Regions from separate parts of the Oryctolagus cuniculus genome. Here region 2 is linked to region 1. The links are chromatin contacts, called in public Hi-C maps. All regions are on one chromosome and are shown on one strand. The core of a region is the stretch at or near the end of the contact, and the rest is flanking DNA. Distances in the headings are between cores, read along the strand shown. Region 1 overlaps SLC38A6 (solute carrier family 38 member 6). Region 2 has its middle 42 kb from the start of SIX1.

What was found. A called contact is a pair of places that touch in the nucleus more often than the background predicts.
Region 2: a contact with region 1 is called in a Hi-C map of liver, with 10 times the contacts expected there. The contact joins two enhancer-like sites. A contact is called at or near these places in 6 of 6 Hi-C or Micro-C datasets (ear pinna, embryonic fibroblasts, liver and 3 more).

Annotation. Positions count from the first base shown.
Region 1 is chr20:9,555,453-9,558,412 of mOryCun1.1, reverse strand. All of the region lies in intron 7 of SLC38A6 (solute carrier family 38 member 6), which reads left to right. Among named protein-coding and RNA genes, the nearest start is that of SLC38A6, 46 kb to the left of the region's middle. Within about 2 kb of position 1,437, at least 1 of the 8 cell types and tissues checked has an H3K27ac peak or open chromatin away from gene starts, as enhancers often do.
Region 2 is chr20:9,959,502-9,962,461 of mOryCun1.1, reverse strand. No RefSeq gene overlaps it. Among named protein-coding and RNA genes, the nearest start is that of SIX1, 42 kb to the right of the region's middle. Within about 2 kb of position 1,506, at least 2 of the 8 cell types and tissues checked have an H3K27ac peak or open chromatin away from gene starts, as enhancers often do.

The DNA.
Region 1 (2,960 bases), core at 188-2,687:
GAGCATATATATTTGGATCACAGTAGGAAAATAGATTCTGTTGGATAATTCTTCCCCGCTCCCCTTAGAAAAAATTTAAGATTACGACATTCTTCTTAAATTCTTGGTTTAGGGGCTGGTGTCGTGGTGTAGTGGGTAAAGCCGCTGCTCATGATGGCAGCTTCTCATATGGACACCAGTTAGTGTCCCGGCTGCTCACTTCTGATCCCACTCTCTGCTAATAGCCTGGGAAAAGCCATAGAAGATGACCCAAATGTTTGGGCCCCTACCACCCACGTGGGAGACCTGGTTGAACCAACTGGCTCAGCCCTGGCCATCGCAGCCATACGGGGAGTAAACCGGTGGATGGAAGATCTTTGTCTTTCCCTCCCTCTCTCTGTAACTATTTATTTCAAATAATTAAAAAATCTTTAAAAAATAAATTATTGATCTATAAAATAAATTTACTAATATGTACTTTTTGAGATTTCTTTTTGCTTGGTTGTATTGCTTAGGCTGGGGTTTTATTTGTAAGCTTAATCTTTTCTGTTCTTTGAAAATCTCCATTGCCAAACACAATTCATGATGCAACATGAACATGAAATCTAAACTATGCATTGCTGTGCAGCCTCTCTTGTTAACGAATGGTAAAGAAAACAGCACTCTTTTTACACTTGGCTTATTAACATAAATTAGGAAGGCTAAGAAGTGATCTATAATAATCAGTAGCCATGCCAGGGGTAGAGAAGTGATATTTTATGATAAAATTACTTTTAGATTAAGAACTTAAGGTTCTATCCCGTGAAAAGGAGAGTATGAGGCGTGATCGAGCAGTAAATGAGACAGCGGCTGAGAAACAGCCTGAATTTGGAGCAGCAGCAGAAGACGCGTTTCCATGGCTGCGGTCATCGCACACCACCCGTCTTCAGCTGATTTTCACAAATGCAGCCGCTGCAGACGGTCTTGAGGCCTCTTGCAGTCTCACACTCTGTTACCCGTGATGCTGCGTTCCTCCGGGACGAGGCCCAGTTACCTTCAGACGCCCGTTCAGTGCCTCGCCGACTATTTCGAATCACGATCCGAAATAGTGTAACGTAATTGTCGTTGCAGGATCTCCAACAGTGTTCCTTTATTCTTACGCAAGAGGAAATTGTCCCGGATGCTGTGACTGACAACGGACATGCTCCCTTGAGTGCCTTCATAACACTTGCTTTGTTTCCAAGAGGCAAATTGGTTTATAGCAATTTATTTTATTTTATTTTATTATAGTAGAACTACCTAACATGAGCTCTGCCCTCGTAGCAGCTTTCAAGTATACAATGCCATATTGTTCCGTAGCAGGGGCAGCAGAACTGCTGCTCCTTGGGCCGGTTTTCTCCTGGCACGGGGGCTGGGATCAGACCCCAGAAGGAAAGACGTTTCAGACACACAGCACTGGGCTTTGTGCCAGCTTTGGAAGGTTAGTTGCCAGGTGTTTCCCAGGGACGTGTTGAGGTTCCCATTTTGATTCTTGTTCGGAGTGACTGGAAGTTGAGCACAGCTTTGTGTTTTCAGTGTCTGGCCTCTCTCGGTGCCTCCTGCGTCCCCGCAGTTGCGGACTTGTGCACCTGCAGAGAGCACAGCTTCAGGTCCGTTAGAGCTTGAAACACTTGTGCACGGGTTCGAGTTGCTGGCATGTGCGTCTCCTAAGGACGTGAATGAGAGTGGAGAAGGGGACATTGTGATCCTACTTCTATTTCTGCTGCTGCTCCCGCTCTCGTTCTAGTAAAGAGGAAGTTAACCAGCACTGCCCCCCCCCCCCCTGCCAAGTAGTGATTCAGGGTGCATTGGAAAAGGCTTCCTCATAACCCAGAGTGTGCAAGACATGCAGCGGCTCATAAAGTCCATGTTAGAAGCCAGGGGTTGAAACCCACATAGAGGGGCTGGCGCTGTGGCTCAGCAGGTTAATACCCTGGCCTGAAGCGCCGGCATCCCATATGGGTGCCGGTTCTAGTCCCGGCTGCTCCTCTTCTGATCCAGCTCTCTGCTGCAGCCTGGGATAGCAGTAGAAGATGGCCCAGGTCCTTGGGCCCCTGCGCCCGCGTGAGAGACCCGGAAGAAGCTCCTGGCTCCTGGCTTCGGATCAGCACAGCTCCGGCCATTGCAGCCATTTGGGGAGTGAACCATCAGATGGAAGACCTCTCTGTCTCTCTGCCTCTCCTTCTCTCTGTGTAACTCTGACTTTCGAATAAATAAATAAATATTTAAAGAAAAAAAAAAAAAGAAACCCACATAGAGGAAAACCCTTCTGCAATATAACATTGCAGTGGGAGACTGGCTCCCGGAGATGGAGTAAGAGGACGCATTACCGCAGCAGCGGCTTCTGAGACCAGCTCGAAAGTGACTGGGAAAAGTGTCCCTTACTAGTTTTTGAAGCTTGCAACTCCCACTTAGCATGGATTTATGTTCTTACTGTTGTGTGTGTGCAAGTATATGTGCTTGTCCTTAAGTGTAAAAAGTATGACGGCTGCATTACAGGAATGTGTGGTGGAATGAGCAAGAAATCAGGAAAAAATCACATATAACTTTCCGGTTCTATTTCCTTTTAATTTTTCCTAAGAACTCTTTAAAAATATAGTTAGTAACCATATATTTTGTGTTTCTGCCATTAGCATTTTCTGTTTTACTAAGTTGTATTTTTAAATTTTTATTGATTTTATTTATTTTATTTATTTACTTGAAATTCTTGGTTTAGGGGCTGGTGTCATGCCATTACAGAAAGAGGAAGGGAGAGGCAGAGAGATACTCTGTCTGCTGATTCACTCCCCAGATGGCCACAACTAGGGCTGGGCCAGTCGAGCCAGGAGCCAAGAGCTTCTTCTAGGTCTCCCATGTGGGTAGCAGAGGCTTTACGCACTATGCCACAGTGCTGGTCCCCAGGTTGTATTTTTTTTTTAAAGTTGCTTAACTTCCCATTGATTAGTTGTTATTGACCTAAGTAA
Region 2 (2,960 bases), core at 257-2,756, 400 kb before region 1:
AGTCAGAGTTACAGGGGCCAGCGCTGTGGCATAATGGGTAAAGCCGCCACCTGCAGTGCCGGCATCTCATATGGGTACTGCTTCAAATCCTGGCTGTTCCACTTCCAATCCAGCTCTCTGCTATGGCTGGGGGGGGCATTAGAAGATGGCCCAAGACCTTGAGCCCCTGCACCCGCATGGGAGACCTGGAAGAGGCTCCTGGCTCTTGGCTTCGGATCAGCACAGCTCCAGCCATTGTGGCCAACTGGGGAGTGAACCAGTGGATGGAAGACCTCTCTCTCTCTCTCTCCCCCTCTACCTCTCTCCCTCTCTCTCCCCCTCTTCCTCTCTCCCTCTCTCTCTGTCTGCCTCTCCTCTCTCTGTGTGACTCTTTCAAATAAATAAATAAATAAATATTTTTAAAAAAAGGAAGTCAGAGTTAGAGAGAGGCAGAGAGAGAGAAAGCGAAAGAGAGAGAGAGAGAGAGAGAGAGAGAGAAACTCTGCCATCTGCTGGTTCACACCCAAATGGCCACAATAGCCAGACTGCATCGATCCAGGAGCCAGGAGCTTCTTCTGGGTCTCCCATGTGGGTGCAGGGGTCCACAGACTTGGGCCATCTTCTACTGCTTTCCCAGGCCATAGCAGAGAGCTGGATTGGAAGTGGAGCAGGCGGGACTAGAACCTGCGCCCATTTGGGATGCCGGCACTGCAGGCAGTGGCTTTACCCGCTGCGTCACAGCGCCAGCCCCACTTCCCAGCTTTTGCTTCTGGTCACCAGCCACTCCTCCCTTAGTTGGCCTCTTTGCTGTGTATTCTCCGAATTCTATTTAGGCTCCATGCCCGATGGATGAGGGTCATGCGTTCCTGCTCTCTTGCCTTTGGCCTTGTTGGGCCCTGGCACCTCCCGTGCAACTGTTATTCCTACTGTCACTGTCTGCGGGCCCTCCCCCTTCCACAAGTCAGCTCCCCCTCCAGTGGGTGTTCCGCCCAAGTGAAACGTGAGAGGCGGGCCCTAATAGGGAAAACGTGTTTCAGAGAAAACACGGCAGCAGGAAGCCGGGGAGGGGAAGCTGCACTCCGCTGTAACTGAGTAGAGAGGAAGGGAGGGCGGGGGAGAGTGAAATCAGGGCAGATTCAAAAACCCTGAGGACCCGTGGGAAAAAGTGTCAGCCCGCTGGCCGGGAGCTGAAATGTCTGTCTGTAAAACACGGACAGCCAAGCAAGGAACCACTTCCACCCCACCCTCCTCGTCCAGGCCTCCCCACACCTTCCACTCCCCCTCCCCAGCAAAGTCCAAAATCAGCAGTCAGTGTTGACACCAACGTGCAAGGCCCTAAAGCCCCAGGTAAAACAAAAGGCGCCTGCAAAAAAGCAAATGAGAAAGAAACTCAAGGAAAGTTCATGATGGAAAAATAAACACAGGCAAAACAAACATGAACGGGAGGGGAAAGAGGGAAACCGAAGAGGCAAGATCAGCCAGAAAAAATAAGAACAGAAACAACGGGGAAAGCCGAGAACAGAGGGAAAACACGATGGACTAAAATAAAATACAGGCGTAGCCCTGCGGAGAAACACAGAGGACGAGACCGGGACAGAATTTGCATTTGGGGCGCAAGACGACAAGCCCTTATGTGCTCTGGCTCACTTAACTTTCCACTCTGAAAAGTGGTTGCTGCTGTCTCCATTTTGCAGAGAGAAAAACAGAGTCCATGGGGCGTGGCAAGTTATTTGTCAAAGGCCATACAAGGAACGCAACAGTACTATGGGAGAGGCCAGTGCTGTGGCGTAGTGGGTTAAGCCTCTGTCTGCCTCGCCCGCATCCCATATGGGCTCCGGTTCTTGTCCCAGCAGCTCCTCTTCCAACCCAGCTCTCTGCTATAGTCTGAGAAAGCAGTGGAAGATGGCCCAAGTGCTTGGGCCCCTGCACCTACGTGACAGACCTGGAAGAAGCTCCTGGCTCCTGCCTTCCAGCCATTGTGGCCATCTGGGTAGCGAATTCCACCAGCGAATGGAAGATCTCTATCTCTCTCTCTAACTCTGCCTCTCAAATAAAGAAATAAATCTAAAAAAAAAAAAAAAACTGTGGGAAATGGAAATAAGGTAGGTTTATTCCAGTGCAAAAACAATTTTTCAGCCTGCAAGTTTTTTAATGTTACACATATTTTTCTCAAGGCACATCTGATGATATGTTTCATAACACGGTAGATGTCAATGTTTAGCATATGATTTATTTCTTCAGGATTTCTCCCCTGTCTGAATTCCAAATAGAAAGTGGGGTGTTTTTTTTCCCCCAAAGAATTCTTGCTGTCTTTGAAAGGCGGAGTTACAAAGACAGAGGGAGAGACAGAGACAGAGAGAGATCTTGGTCCACTGTTCCACTCGCCAAATGGCAGCAACCGCCTAGACTGGATCAGGCCAAATCTTGTGGCCTGGAAATCCTTCCTGGTTGGCAGGGGCTGAAGGTCTTGGCCCATCTTCCACTGCCTTCCCAGGCACATTAGCAAGAAGGTGGATTGGAAGCAGGGTGGCCAGGACTCGAATTGGCATATGCGGTGCTGGTTCCGAGAGAGGAGCACACCCACCATGCCACGGTGCTGCCCCCATATTCTCTCTTTGTCTAGTTATGCCAAAAAACAGTAAACCAGGAATTCTTCAGTTCAGGACTTGCATTTTTTCTTTTTCTCTTCTCTTCTCCTGGAGTATGCTATAACTTAAGAATGTCATGACCAAGGGGCTGGCACTGTGGTGCAGCGGGTTAAAGCCCTGGCCTGAAGCGCCAGCATCGCCAGTTCTAGTCCCGGCTGCTCCTCTTCCGATCCAGCTCTCTGCTGTGGCCTGGAAAGCAGTAGAAGATGGTCCAGGTCCTTGGGCCTCTCAGAATCTGGCCCACACGGGATGTGTGCTTAGGGCCGCGAGGACCTCTGCCTAGAACCAGATACAGAAGGCACAATCCTGCCCTCAGCGCCACGGCCTTTCTCT